2 separate regions of the Rattus norvegicus genome follow, and region 2 is linked to region 1. A link is a contact called in public Hi-C data. All regions are on one chromosome and are shown on one strand. The core of a region is the stretch at or near the end of the contact, and the rest is flanking DNA. Distances in the headings are between cores, read along the strand shown.

Region 1 (2,869 bases), core at 86-2,585:
GACATCTGTGTCTCCTGTTTTGATTTTGAGGGGACATGGTAACTTGTGAGGCCAGGGACCAGACTGATGAAGGTGACACGGGTCCCCTCATTACACAGTGCCCTCAGATCTTAGGATACTACTGAATACATGCAGAACACGGGTTTAAAATTGCGTTTGGTTTGTTTTGTTTAAGTGCGCACTGACAAAGATTTGCTCCCAAGAGGAGATGGCAGCATTTAGTGTACAACAGTTAGGTTTGAAGGTTCAAGTCTCACAGCTTCCAGTTGCCAGTGGATCCTAACAATGTTAGGTCTTCAGCATGGAGCTAACCACCTCATCTCTCCACGTTTGGTCAGAGAAACACAGGGAAGCAACTTGTTTGACATCTCTGTCCTCAGATCTAGTCTGTACATCGGATCCCAAGTAGCCATTTTGATAAGTCCATGGTGACATGTACTTGGTTGGTGACATGACAAGGGGTGGGACACCAGATATGAATATCATGATGGCCTTGGAGCCTCTTCCCCATGACAGGGGATACAAATACCTGTTCTCCATCAACAGGGGTCAGGAAATTACCCAGCAAAAGCTAAGCATGTGCAAGCCTTCCTCGATGTGAACTTTAAAGAAGTTGTATTTTGGTTTTTGTGTGTGGTTTCAAGTGAATGCAAGTCCCCAGGCAGGTTAGAGGATGGAGTCAGGGTCTTTGGAACTGAAGTTACAGGCTGGTAGGAGCCACCTGCTGTAGATACTGAGAACCCAATTTGGGTCCTCTCCAAAAGAAGTGTGGGCTCTCACCCGCTGAGCCATCTATCCGGGCCCTTGCTATGGGTTTGTAGGAAGCAAGCATCGAGGCTTACAATCAGATAAGTTACTCTGCAGTGACTCCAAGCCCTACTTCCCGGGTACACCCCCAGGTTACTTGTCTTGGCTCTAAGCCAGCCATTTGACACCTGAGTCTTTAGCTGTCAGAACAGTAGGTGAAGGCCTGCTCTCCCTAGATAAGTCCGTGTGGTGAAAATGCCCTTGTCTGGCTTATCAGTTTCATCTTATAAATGTGTTTCCATGAGTCAGAACAGCCATCCTGTGGTAGCAGCAATGCTTGCTGTCCCACAGAAGGGCCAAGCGTGGACGCACTCAATTCACCTCAGGCAACAGGGCAAAGTGGTTAAGCACATGGAAGTGGTTTCCTGCCACCTGTGTGTCAGGGATCAGTTAAAAAATAAATGTCCCCAGACCCTTTTTTTTTTCTCAATTAGAAAAATGCAGATAAGAGTCCTCCCTGGAGGGTGTAGTAGGACACACATCCAGTTCCAGCCAGCTGGGAAGGCTGAGGTGGGAGGGACTCAGGAGTCTGAGATCAGCCTGGGCAATCCATCAAATTAAGAATCACGAAAGCAATAGCCTTCAAGATTGCAGGGCGGGGATAGATAAAAACTAGACGTTAGGAGTCAACAGTGGGCTTGACCTGAAAGCGTTTGGAGAAAATCTCTTTAAAAGGCAGTGATAGCTGGGCAGACACCACCGGGTGGTGGTGTGGACTTGGGGAATCTCAGAGTTTGAGGCCAGCCTGGTCTACAGAGAGAGTTCCAGGACAACCAGGGATACACAGAGAATCCCTGTGTCAAGGGATCAGAATATAAATAGATAGACAAATAGACAGACAGACAGATAGCAATGACTGGGGCCAGGAAATAGCTCTGTGGTTAACAGCACTGGCTGTTCTTGCAGAAGACGGGATTTGATTCCCAGCACCCACATGGCAGCTCATGACCATCTGTGACTCTGGTTCCACAGGACCCAAAAACACCTCTGGGCTCTGTGGGCACCAGGTACGCCATTTGGTGTGGATACCTACATTGTAGGTAAAATACTCCAGCACACAAAATATCTTATTTTTAAGAGACAGTGATGGCTGGAGAGATGGCTCAGTTGGTAAAGTGAGCCTGATACCCCAACAACCCATGCAAAGTGGTGGGGATGTGGCGATGCAAACCGTTAACCCTATAACTGCTAAAGCAACAGGACCCCTGAGGCCTGCTGACTCTAAATTCAGTGAGAGACCCTGCCTCAAAAAATACTAGGTGGAGAGTTACTGAAGAACCCCCCAATGCTGACCTTTACACTCAGAGGCACTCGTGTGCACACCCACTTCCCCCTCCCTCACCCTCCACATAGCAGCTCTTTGGATTTTAAATGATTGATCTGCAAAAATGTAGGTTTCTTCCTCTGATGAACACAGAACAAAACAGTGAATCACTCCACAGGCTTCATACTTCAGCATGCTTTTGTTTATGAAGATAATGGCTACCCCTTACTTGCCTCCCTGCTTGGCCTCATGTGGCCTTTGAGTGACTGAGCATTCTTGAAAGAGAGGCTGGGTTGTTGCCACAGAGGATGCCAGGCAGATGATACCAGCCAGTCATTACCATTTGCTACAATAGCCCGGGGCGTTTAACCAGAGGGCGTTTTGACTCCACAGAGAAAGCTCGCCTTTCTCCTGAGTGTCTTGTGAAATACTGGAGGTGTTTGGAAATGCGCCAGGAGCACTTCCATTCCTCCCTGACTAACCAGTCAGCCTCAGACAAGCAGTTTCTGCACCACCTGCCTCAAGAGTGATCCAAATGCTGGCACCCCTGAAATCATTTTCCTGATCTCTTATCTCAAGTAACTAAGAATTTCCTGTCAACTATGTGGCGTGGAGGCCTAAGCTCTGTGGAACAAACACTCGAGGGAGTGGAGCATTCAAACACAGCTTCTGGGTTTGTAGCAGCATGGGGTGTTCAGCACTTCTCCTTCAAGGTTTCAAGACAAGCACAGACATTGTCCCCATTTCTTTTCTGGTCTATTAAGTCTCAGGTACTAGCCATGTTCTAAGGACAAGTGG
Region 2 (2,895 bases), core at 210-2,709, 110 kb before region 1:
GGGGGAACTGTGTCACTGGGGCTGGGCTTCAGACTTTAGATGCCTCCCACCACTCCCAATGTGCTCTCTGCTTCCCACATGATACTCAAGATCTGAGCCCCCAGCCCACTGCTTCCGCTGCCACATCTTTGCTATGCCATCATGGACTCCACCCCTCTGGAACCATAAGCACCAAGAAACTCTTTACTCTTAGGTGGCCTTGGTCATGGTGTCTGGTTACAACAATGGAAAAGTCACCAATAGACTCGGTTTCTAGGATATGGGGAGGAATGGCTCTCCCAGAAACTTCCTTGAGAGCATCCCAGCAGATTGTGCAGCGCTTTAAGATGGGTACAGACCGGCTGGCAGAGCGTGGAAGGGTGTAGAGTAAGGAAGGCCCTGTGTCTTTTCCGGCATCCAGCAATGATCACCGTGCAGAGCCATCAACAGTAACCATAATGGCCCAGTCGAGTCTGGCAGCTGCAGCCTGCTGGGGGACCATGCTGAATTCAAATAGTGACTTAAGATTTCTGTCTACGGGGTTGGGGATTTAGCTCAGTGGTAGAGCGCTTGCCTAGGAAGCGCAAGGCCCTGGGTTCGGTCCCCAGCTCCGAAAAAAAGAACCAAAAAAAAAAAAAAAGATTTCTGTCTACAAAGCTGTTCTGTCCTTGGCTGTGCCGTAGTCTTCTTGCACAGACTCTGGGAAATAAAAAGCAAATAAAACGATTCTGGCACCCAGCACTAATGAGAATGGGCAGATAGGCCAGTCAATAAAACCACAAATACATACCCATCAAGTTCAGGCCTTGTGCTAGACTTGAGATCCTGCTGTGGTTTTGAGTTTCTAGAGAACCTAAATCAGGCTACGGAAGCTACAGAGCTGGCCCTTGAAATAGGGCAAGCATTGGGAAGAAGGTGGGCACCTAGAGATGGGCTCCAAAGTCCTTTCTAGAGTTCATCTTGACGTGTTCCCCACACTAGGTTTCACAGCTCCGTTCTCCTGCTTCTTTGCGGACAAATGATAAGGAAAAAGAGGTGAGGTTTGTGGGGAAGGGTGCATACTGAGAAAATAAGGAGAACAGACTCTTGTGGAGTCAGAGGCTGAGGGAAAGGAGCATGGCAGTGCTGGGGACCCTCGTTAGGGACTGAAGTGTCCCTCTTGGTGCTAAAGAGCATGGCCTTCCTGCTCCAGGTGTGAACCTGGTACAGAAGCTCCTTTTTCAGAAATCTCCTGTTCCATTGGCCTCTGGAGCTCAGAGGGCTCCCAAGAGATAGATTTATTTTGATTTTTGTGGTTAACAGAAAACTAAAATTCCCAGGCCCTTCTAGATGTTGTGTGTTTGTGTTTTATCATCCCCATTACAAAACCATCCCTTCCAACTGGATCCCACAAAACCCGACTTGGCCAGTCTCACCCGTGGCATTGCCTCTTTAAAACTTGCATCTCTGCACACTGTACCCATCCCCCACCCTCTGGCATTTCCTGCCAGGCCTGGGAAGCCAAATCCTGGAGGACTTTGCTGTGAGGGAAACTGGGAATGGGGCTGAGCCTCTACAGGATCTCCACCCGCCCACCAGCCTCCCTCCAGCCCTGGGGAACGGGTGGCGTGGAGAATCCTTAAAAAGCAACTGGTGATGTTTTTCAAATGTGATTTAATCATCTCTGTGGGCAAGGGGAGAGCTGCCTGGAGCAAGTGTTGACAACATAGTAGAGGATTTGTAGTTTCAAAGAACTCTAATTTTTTTTAACTTTTAACAAAACTGCAAACCCTAAAGAAAAGAAGGGATGGCGGGGGTACAAGGTGACCAGGAGAGAGAAAGATCTAGTGAATAATCAGGCCACCTAAGAGAACGGAGAAAGCAACCTGAAGGGTAGGCCATGATCCTGCTAGGCCAGGTGACATTGGGGTGGTGGGGCCTGGGAGGAGTTGGAGGGCTTTTGGCCCCTTTGCTGGCTGTTTCTAGAAAACAAAAGCCCTCGATGTTCAATACCTCTAGATGGTTTGGATTAGCAGCCCTCGGGACTCTATGCTACGGGCTCGACAGTAGAAGATTGGAAGTGGTAGTGCTGGGCTTGGTAATGCTCTCCAGCGTTAGGTGAAGAGAGTCTACGTGGATGCTTTGGGCTCTGTGTGACACAGTGTCTTATCCAGTGATGCGAGGAAGCACATCTTGGTGCTGAAGAACATCCTGTGTGAGCAGGATGGGTGGGCGGCAATGCCATTTCTCTTCCTTAGCCAATTTACACTCAGGGCCCTGTGGCCTGCAAGTGACTGAGGGCTTATGGAGACTCTGATAGGAGGGTCGGTGTGTAAAGTCACTGAGTGCCAATCTCCGTTGCCTGAGGAGAGCCGAGGGACGTGGAGAGGGGGATAAGAGTGCAAGTAGAGGGGCCGCATAATTTCATACCAATCAGGCTGCATGAAGAAAGTGGTCACCCAGGTCTTGAAGCAAGGACCCATTCTAGAATGAAGTGCAAAGTTATAGGGCTCACTTTGCTCCAGTGTGCCCACCTCAGGGCAGACAGGGAGGAGTGCTGCCTCTTAGTCTAGAGTCTGTCACATAAGGTAGCTTCTTTACATGTAAGGAAACACGGAAAGAAGATTTTCTTCTATATTTCCACATTTTATTATGGTAAAATAAACATAGGATTTATCACCTTTGAACACTTGGAGGCTGAGGCAGGAGGATAGAAAGTTTGAGGCGACTCTCTCTGTATATGAAGATTGACTCAAAGAAAGATCAAACAAACAAAACACCCAAGCCAAAAAACAAATTCTCTAACTTTGGGGACGAAGTGATAGACACATTTATACACTTGTGTGTGTGTGTGTGTGTGTGTGTGTGTGTGTGTGTGTGTGTGTGTATTCTTCCACGTGGGTCTGTTTGGCACGTTTTCCAACATGAAGGGGCACA

The links. Hi-C and Micro-C count contacts between places; a contact is called where the count stands out from the background.
Region 2: a Hi-C map of psoas muscle shows a contact between it and region 1, with 1.8 times the contacts expected there. The contact joins two enhancer-like sites.

What each region holds. Positions count from the first base shown.
Region 1 is chr6:13,760,482-13,763,350 of GRCr8, reverse strand. The region is part of intron 11 of Prkce (protein kinase C, epsilon); the gene reads left to right. Among named protein-coding and RNA genes, the nearest start is that of Epas1, 140 kb to the right of the region's middle. Within about 2 kb of position 1,335, at least 12 of the 93 cell types and tissues checked have an H3K27ac peak or open chromatin away from gene starts, as enhancers often do.
Region 2 is chr6:13,867,630-13,870,524 of GRCr8, reverse strand. All of the region lies in intron 10 of Prkce (protein kinase C, epsilon), which reads left to right. Among named protein-coding and RNA genes, the nearest start is that of Prkcel1, 61 kb to the left of the region's middle. Within about 2 kb of position 1,459, at least 23 of the 93 cell types and tissues checked have an H3K27ac peak or open chromatin away from gene starts, as enhancers often do.